3 separate regions of the Sus scrofa genome follow, and all the other regions are linked to region 2. A link is a contact called in public Hi-C data. All regions are on one chromosome and are shown on one strand. Each heading gives the region's core, a stretch centred on a gene start, on an enhancer-like site or on the middle of the called end of the contact. The rest is flanking DNA. Distances are from core to core; before and after follow the strand shown. Region 1 has its middle 70 kb from the start of LY86. Region 2 overlaps LOC102165101 (a long non-coding RNA gene). Region 3 has its middle 160 kb from the start of LY86.

What was found. Hi-C and Micro-C count contacts between places; a contact is called where the count stands out from the background.
Region 1: a contact with region 2 is called in a Hi-C map of liver, with 9 times the contacts expected there. The contact joins two enhancer-like sites. A contact is called at or near these places in 2 of 47 Hi-C or Micro-C datasets (liver and retroperitoneal adipose tissue) and 1 of 2 datasets of contacts at active chromatin or transcription factors (alveolar macrophages).
Region 3: a contact with region 2 is called in a Hi-C map of liver, with 5 times the contacts expected there. The contact joins two enhancer-like sites. A contact is called at or near these places in 1 of 5 promoter capture datasets (liver), 2 of 47 Hi-C or Micro-C datasets (both in liver) and 1 of 2 datasets of contacts at active chromatin or transcription factors (alveolar macrophages).

What each region holds. Positions count from the first base shown.
Region 1 is chr7:4,175,702-4,180,009 of Sscrofa11.1, forward strand. No RefSeq gene overlaps it. Among named protein-coding and RNA genes, the nearest start is that of LY86, 70 kb to the left of the region's middle. Within about 2 kb of position 2,935, at least 39 of the 83 cell types and tissues checked have an H3K27ac peak or open chromatin away from gene starts, as enhancers often do. A contact at or near this core is called in liver, where this site is marked.
Region 2 is chr7:4,407,056-4,411,387 of Sscrofa11.1, forward strand. All of the region lies in intron 2 of LOC102165101 (a long non-coding RNA gene), which reads right to left. Among named protein-coding and RNA genes, the nearest start is that of RREB1, 100 kb to the right of the region's middle. Within about 2 kb of position 2,301, at least 7 of the 83 cell types and tissues checked have an H3K27ac peak or open chromatin away from gene starts, as enhancers often do. A contact at or near this core is called in liver, where this site is marked.
Region 3 is chr7:4,262,463-4,266,802 of Sscrofa11.1, forward strand. No RefSeq gene overlaps it. Among named protein-coding and RNA genes, the nearest start is that of LY86, 160 kb to the left of the region's middle. Within about 2 kb of position 2,994, at least 1 of the 83 cell types and tissues checked has an H3K27ac peak or open chromatin away from gene starts, as enhancers often do. A contact at or near this core is called in liver, where this site is marked.

The DNA of each region.
Region 1 (4,308 bases), core at 1,685-4,184, 230 kb before region 2:
GGGCTCAGACCTGACTTGGGGTCTGGGGGCCCACCCAGCCTTCCTCTGGCCCCTCTGTCCTTCCTAACAGACATTCTCCCTAACAAATTCCCTGCATCTTAAATCTCTTCTTAGCACCAGCTTCTCAGGACTAACACAGTGGCCACGGGCCAGCTGAGATGCCGCGGTTTCCGTTGCTGAGGAGTAAGAGGAGAAAGGATTCTGAGAAGATTTGCCAGACTTAATATAAAGATTTAATACAAGGACTTAATATAATTCTGAAATCACCCACGTGTGGCTCCCAGTGCATCTGATATTAAAGGTAAAATACACCATCTCCCAAATTTAAATAAGTAGAAAACCTTTTTCTACCTTGATCAACATATGCATATTGCACGTGTTACGATAATCCTTTACCTGACTTAGAATTTAAATTTCTAGCGAGTAAGAGCCTAAGAATAAAGTCAATATGCACAAACGATGAGGACTGATTCCAAATCTTAGCATTTTTATTGCATAATTTAAAGACATGTTTTAGGTCCAATAACTGTTTATGTGGCAATTTTCACTTAAGTCCTTAATTTTGTACTGATTTTCTAAAAGTGATGGGTAGATTAATCTAAATTTGCTAAGAACTCAGGTATAGAGAGTAGGCAGGTTTAGAAACTGAGCCAGAAGTTACAATAAATTGTTCGGACAAATTCTTTCCCTTACGGTCTCAAGGAAGAACAGGCTACTGCGTTTTTATTCATCATACATTATTTTACTCATTCTGTGTCTGCTTTACCATTGTTGCTAATGTGAAATATATAAATAAATACTCTAAAGACTATTCCTCTGGTTTGGCTTTTGCACCACACACAGTTCATAAAGAGGGAATCTTAGTTCTTTTTTTCCAGGAAGTCCAGAGTGTGTAGTTCCCAAGCTCAGCCAGGAGGTGGCAGTCGTGACCACTGAGAAAACCCTGACGCTCGGCCTCCATCAGCTTCTCATTGCCCAGCGGATGCTTCCTGGACCTAATCTGATTCTTAGGAGAGCGATTTCCTACTTACACAAACACCAGCCCCAAACAGAAACTAACCTCATCCTGCAGATAAAGAATGTTTGTGCCTCACAAGTTGTCAGACTCTCTTCGTTACAGCCAGACCCTCTGTCAGTAGCATCCCAGCAGCAGGAGGCAGCTGTGCATTGGGGGAGCAGAGTAAGCACCGCCCCCCCACACACACTGAAGCCCCCTATCTTATCAGATGGGCCCTGGGGGTCGGGGGAAGGACTCAGCGGGGCTGCCAGACGGATCCCAGCTCCAGGAAGCCTGAGCATGCTGGAGGATTCCGCAGGAAATAACAAGAAGCTGGGAGGCGGTGGGGTTGAGGGAGCAGCGCTGTGGCCGAGCCCTGAGCCACTCAGACAAGGTTTTTTCCAGCAGCAATGCCCACGTGTCTTCCTCTTGCAAGCACAGGTCTGATGGGCTTTCCCAGGATGTGTTTGATTGAAATGGATTTTTGCCACCTTCTCAGAGACAGGACTAGGGCCCTGCTCAGACAGCGGTAGGCTCTGGAGGCTTGCGGAAGCTGTTTAGAGTCCAGACCTGACCCCAAGGGTCAAAGACTGTAGTCGGGGTGAGAGCACAGACGGACGGAATGTGGACGTGATCCTGGAAAGAAGATAGAGGAGTCCCCCCCCGTCCCCAAACCCCAGCCTCCAGCCACTTTCACTGTGTGGCTCAAAACATATTGAGAAGAACAGAAATGGCCCTTAGGCTCCTCCATCCACTGCAGGCTTGCAGGGGACACGGCCCCCAGCTCCGTCAAGTCCCTGCCCAGACAAAAGACGGCGGAAGATCTCGTGGGCTGTGGCAACAGAGGGACCTGGCCTGAGGATTCGGAGAAGCAGCATAAGCCTCTGTTTCCTGGGGTGTTAAGCAGGGGCAAAGTCCGGACCGTGGGCGGGGCCAGGGCTGAGAAATGAGGTCAGACAGTTAAGTCCCTAGGACAGGGCTTGAGCGTTTGGGAAACTGGTTACAGACACTCAGCCCAGGGAGTGGCCACACAACAGAGAAAACTCACCAGCAGAGGCTGAGCGAGTCCTGGGCTTGTCACACCCATGGTTCTGTAAAGAACCAGCACACACACACACACACACACACACACACACGCGGCTCCTCCTCCATCCTACACACACCCACCAGGTCTGCCTAGAGCCACATCTTTGCTTCCAGCAAGATGCCCCTGGAGGTTTTCTCTTTTCCATCTGCCTGAAAATGGTCCAGAGTGTCCAGCGGGGGTGCAGTCCCCGCCCCCCGGGAGTCTGTACACCTGGGATGCCCTTGACTCTGGTCCACCATCCAGGGCTTACCCCAGCAGGCCGCTGCTTCCCCTGCAGCCAAAAAGAGTCACCTGCTGAGTGGGATGAGTGACTGGAGATGCTTGCCTCTATGGCTTCCGACTCGGAGACCGAGCCTCAGCTCTAGCACGCACTGGAAGCCAGGAAAGGAAAGGTCTCCTGCAAGGTTCGAGAGAAGGTGGGAACTCATAGGAGCCACTGGAGGAAAAGCCACTGCCATAAACACCACTTCCCACCTGCTGGCCCCTGAGCAGGAGCCGGCTCCGGCCCCAGGCGACCCTGGCGGCTGCTGCGGGGCCTGCTTGCTCTTCTCGCAGCTTCTGGGGAGAATCTGCACTATTTACAGCTGCCCTGGAGCTCAGCCTTTGCCCAGATCGATTCCAAATGCCTTCCTGACTGAACGGGGGCACCAGATGGGTCAGCCTTCTGTGTCTGAGCTTCCAAAGCTCTGCAAGAGGGTCTCCCAGGAGGCAGGAGGCAGGAGGCAACCGCCAGGCCCAGACTCTCCCAGTGTAACTGGGTTCGTGTGACAGAGCCTGGGAGGCCCTGGCTCACGGCTCCCTCAGCCCCGGATGTGGTTTGGAAAGTTGGTCTGGAATGTGTTTTCCCATCAAAACAAGGAAGTTTGGACAGTACGTTCGCAGGACTCCCTGAAAGCCAGTCAAACCCACTCTGGGCATTTTGCGCAGAGACCAGGGATCCAGGGAAAAGCCTGACACGTTGGGGGAAGGGGGAGACTGGACTGAGGTCAGATTTGGGGTGGGGGGAGTGACAAGATGGGCGGGGGAATGGAGAGGGAGCTGGGGGGGCACACAGAGGCCAGGCCGGATTTGGGGAGCCACTTAGGATTTTGATTTCCCTCGAAGGCAGGGGGACACCATTCAAAGGTTTGACACAGGGGAGCCACCCAGCTGCAAAGCGTGAAACCTTCCTCCTTCAAGACCCCCTGGGTGGGGGTGGGGACAGTGGCTGTGAGCTCAGCAGTGGGGGAGCATGCACTTGGGAGGAAGCTCTGGGCTCCCCCCCCCCACCAGGGGCCCCTGAGCATCTGGGCTTAAGCTTGGAGGGGGAGGTGTGTTTGTGCAAAAGGCCCACAGACGCCGAACCCCAGATGCGGGCTGGTTTTAGGTGGGGGCAGGTGTCCATAAACCAGGAGGCATCTGCGTTCTGCTTTCTTAAAAATGCCATTTTAGAGTTCCTGTCGTGGCTCAGTGGGTTAAGAACCTGACCAGTATCCGTGAGGGTGCAGGCTCGCTCCCTGGCCTCGCTCAGTGGGTTAAGGATCCGGCGTTGCCGTGAGCTCTGGCATAGGTCAAAGACACAGCCCAGATCTGGCGTTGCTGTGGCTGTGGTGTAGGCCGGCAGCTGTAGCTCCAACTCGACCCCTAGCTTGGGAACCTCCATATGTGGCAGGTGCAGCCACAAAAGGAAAAGAAAATGCCATCTCCCCCTGGCCTGGGAACGTCAACCAGCCTAGACACAGTGGCTCCATGGCTGTGCCAGGACTGAAAGAATATGGCACCAAAACGAAGAGTCTGTTTTCTGGAAGGCATTTGTTACCGCCAAACCTGGGACAAAACCAAACTCCACTGCGCTTCAAGCCAGAATAGATTAACTCTTCCTCGTGCCCAGATACAACCTGTACTCCCCCCTGTGAGCCTGTGGGGAGTCCCTTAAAGGTGACAGGTTACATGATCACAGTGTTTTTCCAAAAGGAAAGATAGTATAAATAAATACACCTGCAACGCCAATGATAACATTAAGTTTTTCTGTTTAAATAGATTAATAAATAAGTCCGCAGGGTACAATCAAGGTTGCTTAAGGTCGTGCGTGTCCCTAAGCACGAGTTAGTCAGTGTGAGAGCAGACAGGCCAGGCTTTTGTTTTGTTTGTTTGTTTTTTGTTTTGGGGGGTTTTTTGGAGTTTTGTTTGTTTGTTTGTTTTTTGTTTGTTTTAGGCTTTTGAATTTAAAGGTTTTTATCTAAGC
Region 2 (4,332 bases), core at 1,051-3,550:
CACAGTAATGAACCGACTAGGATCCATGAGGATGCAGATCCCATCTGTGGCCCCACTCAGTGGGTTAAGGACCTGGTGCTGCTGTGAGCTGTGGTGTAGCTCGCAGACACTGCTCAGATCCTGCATTGCTGTGGCTGCGGTGTAGGCTGGCAGCTGCGGCTCTGATTCTATGCCTAGCCTGGAACGTCCATATGCGGCCCTTAAAAAAAAATCTAGGTGTCTGAGGCCCACCAAGGGATGTGGGATCACTAAAGAAGGCCCCTCTGGGGGGACTCGACCCTTTGCAGCCCCTTAGCACTTGTGACACACCTGGCACAGCACCTGCTGCGTGGTCCCCCACCTCTGTGCACACAGCCACCCTCCGCTCTCACACCACCCAGGGAAAGAAAACGCACCACTCACCATGTGCATAGAATTCCACCTACATGCTTCAAGACACATTTGCTGAGAAGTTCCCCTATTAGGTCAGTGGCAGGAAGGCCACGTTCTGGGGGAAGAGGCAAGGGAAACAGCCATTCATAAAAAAGAAAGATAATAGCTACCCCACCTCGGTACTTTTGTACACACCGTGGGGTCTGTTTTCCTCTGATGAGGAAACGGAGGCTTAGAAAACCGCCCTCCCAAGGCCTTAAAGCCGTGGACCGTGGGCCTCGACCTCTAACCCAGCTCTGACCCCAAAGCCCTTCTTAACCTCTGAAAAAAATCACAAACACACTTGCCCCCCTCCCGGGGGCGGCGGGGGGGGTGGGGCGGCAAGCCAGCTGCAGTGTTTCGCTTAAACACCTGGGCAGTAGGGAGAGAGAAAATGAGCTTCAGGAGGGATACACTGGGCGAATGGCTGGGCCCGGGAGAAGGGGACACCACGCCTCCCTTCCTGGTTCTGCCTGGGCCCGCCTGGACGGTGCATATTAACCCGAGGGGGTGAGCATCCTGGCGGGTTCGCAGGGCCTGCAGGAGGTTGGATGCTGACTCACTGCCTGTGTGGCAGCCACGGGTCTCCAGGGCTCCCGCAGCGGGCGGGCTCCCGCGCTGGGCCGAGGGTGCCCCGAGGCCCCTCTGCCTTCAGCATCTCCGAGGCTTTACCCGCCTTTTCCCAATCACGCCAGCACCCACGCAAGGGAGCGTGGGCGCTGTGGAGCAAAGGTTTCTGGAAAGCTCACTGGCACAAGCAAGGAAGGACGAAAGGCTCCTGGATGGCAAAGCACCTGCAGAAGCTGTTTCTGAGCTTAGCTCCCTGGGGCTCCCGGAGCACGGGCCCCGGCCCCTCCGCTTGCTCCGCCCCCGCCCCAGGCTTGCTTCACCCCTGCACCTGTCCCAGAACAAAGTGGAAAAGCCAGGTGTGGGGCATCTTTCTTTCTGCCCCCGTGTGCCTCCCACCAAAGATCGAATTAAAGTGAAAAAGCTACGTGCCCTTGAGGTCGTGGAAACCGTCAGCTTGACCACTTGGCACAGAGGCGATGAGAGCTCCGGGGCTCGGATTGAAAATTACATTATGCTGAATGGGAGTTTACCCTCCCGCTTCTTCAGATGTCTCTACACCCAAAAATGTCATGCCAGGGAACTCCCCCTGTGGTGCAAGGAGATCAGTGGTGTCTTGGGAGCTCTGGGAGGCGGGTTCCATCCCGGCCTGGCACAGCGCATTAAGGATCTGGCGTTGCCCCAGCTCAGGTGGCAACTGCAGCTGGGATCCGATCTCTGGCCATGTGCCGCGGGGCTGAGACCGCTTTGGAGACACAGAACGGACACACCCATCCGCTCAGCTCTGATACCCCCGCCCCCAGCGAGGTTTGGAACCCCCTTTCTTGTTCCAAGAAAGCCACTCTCCACGCTGAGCTGTTGGCAGTGGGGGATGGACTCTCATGGCAGGGGGAGGGCGAAGAGAGAGGGGGGCCAAGCCAGCCCCGGTTGGGAGGCACAGCCCTGAAACAGAGGCCTGGGCTGGGAGACTGGAACTCCAGCAGCTTCTGTGAGCCGAACACGCCTGGGCGCAGGCTGACGGCACCTCCTGGTTCATGCCACTATGAAAGGACAAATTGGACAAGGAGCAAAATCAGCCAGGGCCCAGCAACTGGGCAAAGACTGTAGGGCATGCAACCCAGAATGGGGAGCCGGATGGGTCCGTTCAAGGGTGAGTGCCACCACCTCCACCCCAGGAAAGCCCTGATGACAAAGCCTGCTCCCTCTGGACCACATTTGCCTCTCCCAGGAGTCGCCGCTTCCCACTGCAGCATACCCTGTGTCCACGAGCCAGGGCCCACCACCAGGCGCTGACACCTCTCCCCAGCCCGCAGGTCAGAGCACCAGGCTGACACCAGGCTCCTGGTCACATGATCCGCACAGGGGCCTGGCTCCTGCCCCTTCGGCGGTGACCCCGGTTGCAACAGTGGGTTAAAGTTCAGAGGCTGCCTGGTAAAAACATCCACCTCCGTGATAAGCAGCTCCTTTCCTGGCAGATAAGCCCAGCAGGAGAGAAAACATTTTCCAACACCCCTCAGCCATCCTTCCAGCAGCTTCGCTATGGAAGGCCTCGAACCAGGCTTCCTGGTGCTGATCGCCAATTACAATGGGATTCATGGATTTTAATATTTTTCCCCAAATAAGCAATAGCCTGGTGCTTTATTTTCAACATGCTGCTTCAACATCCAGCTTATTTTTATTTGTTGCTTTTGTGTCGATTTATTTAAACAATAACAACAAAAAAGTGTTCACCCATTTCTTTTTTTTTTTCTTTGTCTTTTTGTCTCTTTGTCTTTTCTAAGCTGCACCTGCAGCATATGAAGATTCCCAGGCTAATCTGGGGTCTAATCAAATCTGTAGCTGCTGGCCTACGCCAGAGTCCCAGCAACACCAGATCCGAGCCTCGTCTGGCCTACACCACAGCTCATGGCAACACCAGATCCTTAACCCACTGAGCAAGGCCAGGGATCGAACCTGCAACCGCATGGATCCTAGTCGGATTCGTTAACCACTGAGCCATGACGGGAACTCCCATTTCTTATTTTTAGTAAAACCACAGGTTTTCAGAGGTAAAGCCAATGAGGTCTCCTTTCAGGCTGTTCATGGAATCAGGGTTTGGGATCACCGAGCAGACCCAAGAAATGTGGATTCAGTGAGTCCCGGTGCTGGCAGGAGGACATGGGTAGAGAGAGGACTCTTCTGAGGGGACCACGAACTTTGTCCTCTGGTCAAAATGTTCCTCCTGGCCCAGAATCTCCCACTAGGCATCCCACTGCCCTGGAGGGGAAGTTGTTAGGGGTTTAACTAATGCAGAGAGAGCGGGGCGAGGATACAAACTGGAGTCCCTGAGGTTCCCTGGCGGCACAGCAGGCTAAGGATCCAGCCTGGTCACTGCTATGGTGTGGGTTCCATCCTGGCAGGTGGACTTCTGCATGCCACAGGCGCAGCCAAAAAAAATCAGAGAAAACAAGAAAATAAAATGGAGCCCCAGCCTTAAAGAGCTTCTGACAGAGTTACACAGGAAAGTTAACAAAGACACAGTTGTCAGCCCCCAAACGTCTCCCATGCTGTTGTTACCTAGGTGGAACACCAGTGGTTTAGATTGCAGCTTTTATTTAACTTTTCTTTTTTTATGGCTACACCCGAGGTATAGGAAAGTTCCCGGGCCAGGGATTGAATCTGAGCTGCCGAATCCTTTAACCCACTGCACCTGGCCAGGAATCAAACCCACGCCTCCACAGCGGCCGTGAACCACTGCAGTTGGATTCTTAACCATTGGCAGGAGAGCCAAGGTTTTTTTTCTTTTCCATCTTTTTGTCTTTTAGGGCTGCACCTGTGGCATATGGGGTTCCCAGGCTAGGGTCTAATCGGAGCTGTAGCCGCTGACCTACACCAGAGCCACAGCAACATGGGATCCAAGCCACGTCTTCGATCTACACCACAGCTCACGGCAATGCCAGATCCTTAACCCACTGAGCGAGGCCAGGGATTGAACCCAAAACCTCATGGTTCCTAGTCGGATTCGTTGCCGCTGTGCCACGACGGGAACTCCAGGAGCTCTAAGTTTAGATTTTAAAAAGAGGACATGGGAGTTCCTCCTCCCTCCTCCACCCCCTCCTCCACCCCTCCTCCTCCCTCCACGCTCTCCCCTGGGCATCTCACCCGCAGCGTCAAGTCCCCACACTCCCAAGTCTTTATCGTCACCCCAGTCCTGTCCTCCCAGCTCCGGATTCCAGGGAAGTCATCTCCCCGCAGTCCTGACAAGTGACTCTAACTTCCCACCTTCGTCCCCCCGCCTCCCCCGGTGCTGCTTTGGCTCTTTTCTCACTCCCAGCTCTGTACACTTGCCAAGGAGACATCCCACCCAGAGAGCCC
Region 3 (4,340 bases), core at 1,744-4,243, 140 kb before region 2:
AGACTGAATGAGACAATGGACACGAAGGATATGAGCCCTCTGCTCCCAAGGCCGCGCTTCACAGAGAGTAAAGAGAGAGAGAGAATCCTGAAGTGGCCACTGAGCCTGACTATCAGCATCACTGATTACAGCTTCTCGGAAGCCTCAGCATCTAAGGAATCCGGGTACCAGCAGCCACTCCGGGAAAGTCCGCTGGATGAGAGCAGTGCGCTTTCCTGCCGCCTCTCTCCTCGCTTGACGCACAGGACCAACGCACGGGCCTGTGACCTGCTTTTCAAGGTTTCACCTTGACCTCGACCTTGCCGTCAGTCTCACCCCCTAGATCTGTCCAGCTGCCCCCTGTGGTCCCCCCTCTGTCCTTGCAGCCTTTCCTGAGGCACTGCAATCCAGTTTTGCAGGTGGAGATGCTGGGACCTGTCTTCCACTCCTGAAGCCTCACTGCAGCCTAAGCCCCAAGTTCTCTGCCCTCAGCGCTTGGCAGCGACTTCTGTGCTGGTCATGAACCCGGGGACTAGACCTGCAGCACAGGAAGCTCCACTCAAAAGGCTCTATCCATGATGCCCTACTGCTGGCTTCAGGGCAGGAGACGCTGAGGCCCAGTGGTGTCCTTCTGACGGTGATGGCAGGACCGAGGACCGCCGGGGACGGGGGCGTGGAGAAGAACCTCTCGTGGCCCGGGTGCAGGTTCAGGCAGCCGGACCCTCCTGCTCCCACTTCCAGAAGGACTCCGAGGAAGGTTCTGGCTTCCGCCTCGTGCTGCTCTCTCTGGCTGCGCGCTCCTCCGCTGGAGGCGGTGCCGGGGCTGGAGAAAGCAGTCCTCCCACGTCGACGGAGTGGACACTTGTTCCCCACGTGGGATCCGTCATGTGATGGCCGTGCACGGCCAGGCCCTGTGCTTGCTCACAGCCCTGGGTGTGGCGGGGGCCACTCCTGGTTGGTGGCCGTCTCCACTGCCTAGCCCTGGTCCAGGAGTGCCATGTGACCAGGAGTGCCCACGTGACACGGGGGGTGCACATGTGACCAGGAGTGCCCTCGTGACCGGGGGGTGCACCCAAGTGACCAGGAGGAGAAACAGCCTGAAGGTGGAGGTGGGACCGGGGCTCTTCTGGGCTCATCTAACCTGGAAAAGTAACGGTCCCTTGACAGCAACTTCCAGCCCTATCGCTGAGTTTCTTCTCTTCCCAGGAGCTCACTGTGCCCGGCCTCGTGCACAGCAGGTGGCATTACTGCCCCGACCTGTCAGCACTTTGAGAACCAAGAGTTCGCCGGATCCAGACGTGGAGGCTCCAGTTCACCACCGGTCCTACAGCTGCATTCCGGGCCCACCTAGGAAAGCCAGCACACCTGCCCAGCGTGGTCCATACACGTCTCCCGCGTCAGAGTGAGCGCCAGGGGAGGGTCCACACACCCCTTCTTAGGACCAACTCACGGGACAAGGTTTGGGTGGAGATGAGACAGCCTCGAGGGAGGAGGGGGCAGATGGATTCTTCAGTGTCAGCTTCCTTCACTAACGATCAGAGTCCCGTTTCTGGGTTGTAGCCGGGTTCTTTTTAGCGTGTTTCTGCTTGTAGCTGTTGTAACCATAATGACTCTTCCTGCCATTGACCTGCCCTCTGACAGGAATGCCATCACGTCATTTCCGTTTGATTTTGTGCCTCAGTTTTCCCAGAGGGAAGTGGGAATGTGTGAGGAGGGATGAAGACATGCCTATGAAACTGCATTGCAAGAGGCTACCCATCGCCTACAACCCTTGACAAGAGACCGGGCGGGCTATGTGGCAATGCCTCCCCTGGCCGTGTAGGGTCCTTCTGCTCGGCCACCTTCTGCGGAATCCACTCCCACAGCCTCCCCGGAGCACAGCGCTCATCTGAGCTGGGAGAGACCCGGAGGTCCTTAGGCGAGCCTTCCTTGGGCAAAGCCCACGCCCCCTTTGGATGCTGGCTGTGAAAGCTACATTATTAATGACTCAGAAGTGTGCTGTCGCAAAGAAACCTGCTTACCTCTGTTTAACGCATCATCTTCGAGACTTACTTGGAGTTCCCGTCGTGGTACAGTGGTTAAGGAATCTGACTAGGAACCATGGGGTTGTGAGTTCAGTCCCTGGCCTTTCTCAGTGGGTTAAGGATCCGGCGTTGCCGTGAGCTGTGGCGTAGGCTGCAGACATGGCTCGGATCCCGCGTTGCTGTGGCTCTGGCGTAGGCCGGCGGCTACAGCTCTGATTAGACCCCTAGCCTGGGAACCTCCATATACCGCAAGAAAGCCCTAGAAAAGGCAAAAAGACAAAAAGACAAAAACAAAACAAAATAAAAAAAAAAAAACCTTACTTGATCATAGAAAAATCTTTTTCCTCTAAAATCCATTAACATCTCTTGGATTCTATTAAAAAAAAAAAAAAAAAAAAAAAAAAAACCTCTGGGAAAAGCCTGATCAAGTCCAAGCGCCACGCTCCCCCATCTCATTTGGCCAAGGATCTACATCAGACACACCCAGATCCCAAAACACCCGCGCTGAGTGGCGACTGAGTGAATGAAAGGCTGACAGATTCACGAGGGACTGACTCGGGGGACTTGCCATGAGGTCTAACACGCTCGTTGGGAGCCTGGGCGCCCATGGACCCAGGACCCCCGCCCAAACCACACGGCAGTCAGGAAAGCGTTCCTGGAAATGCAGCTCCCAGGCTTCGGTCACCTCTGTGTAGGCCGAGCTGCCTGGACGCCAGGAGGCCAGAGGAAGCGTTGGAGTCCGGGGTTTAACGTGGGATCATGTCGCCTTAGCCTTTGTCAGTGGCGGGACTAAAGGCTTGACAAACTGGGCCATTTGGCTGGGTCCCATCACCTAGCAAAGAAGGCTCTGATCTTCTTGTCGGAGCGGGGGAAGGCCGTGGTTTAGGTCTGTGAGCCCTTACCAGAATCCTGGGGGCAGCTCTACTACGGAATTCCGTTTTTCAGGCGTTTGGAAAGATAAGACAGGGCACAGTCTATCTCTGATGAAACACCCCTCACAGGGAACCCAGGGCACTGCCCTCCAAACGTGAGTGTTTCTGCAGCGAAATAGCAGATTCATGGTGGGTGGAGAAATAAGTCCTGTAAATAGTTTTCAGTGCGTTCAGGTCAGATTTTGCTGCCAAATGGCATCAGATAGATGGTTTTCATAGTTTCTGGAAGTAAGAATGGCAGCTAAGAGGGGGAGTCTTTAGTCCTTTTTTTCCTTTTTTTTTTTTTCTTTCTTTTTTTGAGGGCTGCACCCATGGTATATGGAAGTTCCCAGGCCAGGGACTGACTCTGAGCCACAGCTGCCAATCTACCCCACAGCCAGATCCTTTAGCCCACTGCACTGGGCCAGGGATGGGACCTGAGCCTCTGCAGCAACCCGAGCCACTGCAGTCGGATTCTTAATGCACTGCGGCATAGTGGGAGCTCCCAAAGGGGAAGCCTTCAATGCGTCTCTTGCCGGTAGGATGCCAAGAGCAAAGAGGGCACGGAGTCTGTGCGGTAAATCTACAGATGGCCCTTTATGGAAAAAATCCATCTCCGGTGATTCACAATGCTCTTTTTTTTTGTTTTTTTGGGTTTTTTTGTTTTTTGTTTTTTTTTTGTCTTTTTAGGGCCTCACGTGTGGCATATGGAGGTTCCAAAGCTAGGGGTTAAATCAGAGCTGTAGCTGCCAGCCTACACCACGGCTCATAGCAACGTTGGATCCTTAACTGGCTGAGTGAGGCCAGGGATCGAACCTGCGTCCTCATGGATACTGGTCAGATTTGTCTCCATTGAGCCACAATGGGAACTCCAAAGCACTTCTTCTTCTTTTTTTTTTTTTTTTTTTTTTTTTTTTTTGCTTTTAGGGCCACTCCAGCAGCATATGGAGGTTCCCAGGCTAGGGGTTGAATCGGAGCTGTAGCCACCGGCCTACACCAGAGCCACAGCAACGCGGGATCCGAGCTGCATCTGCAACCTACACCACAGCTCACAGCAACGCCGGATGGTCGGCCCACTGAGCAAGGTCAGGGATCGAACCCGCAACCTCGTGGTTCCTAGTCAGATTCGTTAACCCCTGTGCCATGACAGGAACTCCCCGATGCGCTTCTTTTTAAACAAAAATTTCCCAGTGTTTCTTTCAGGACCGACGTCCTTTGAACTTTGCTTTAACATCGTGTGCTTTGATCCAGGATACCCTGAAACGGGATCGATCCACTCTTGCCCTTGGGGACACTCAGAAGAACGTCAGGCTATTTTAACAACAACAGGGAGAGGCTTGAGAAAGAGGGGGTTTCCAAGACAAAGGGTTGCAAATCAGAGGGTTAATGAGTCCTCAGTAAATGTCCAGAGTCACCAAACATACCC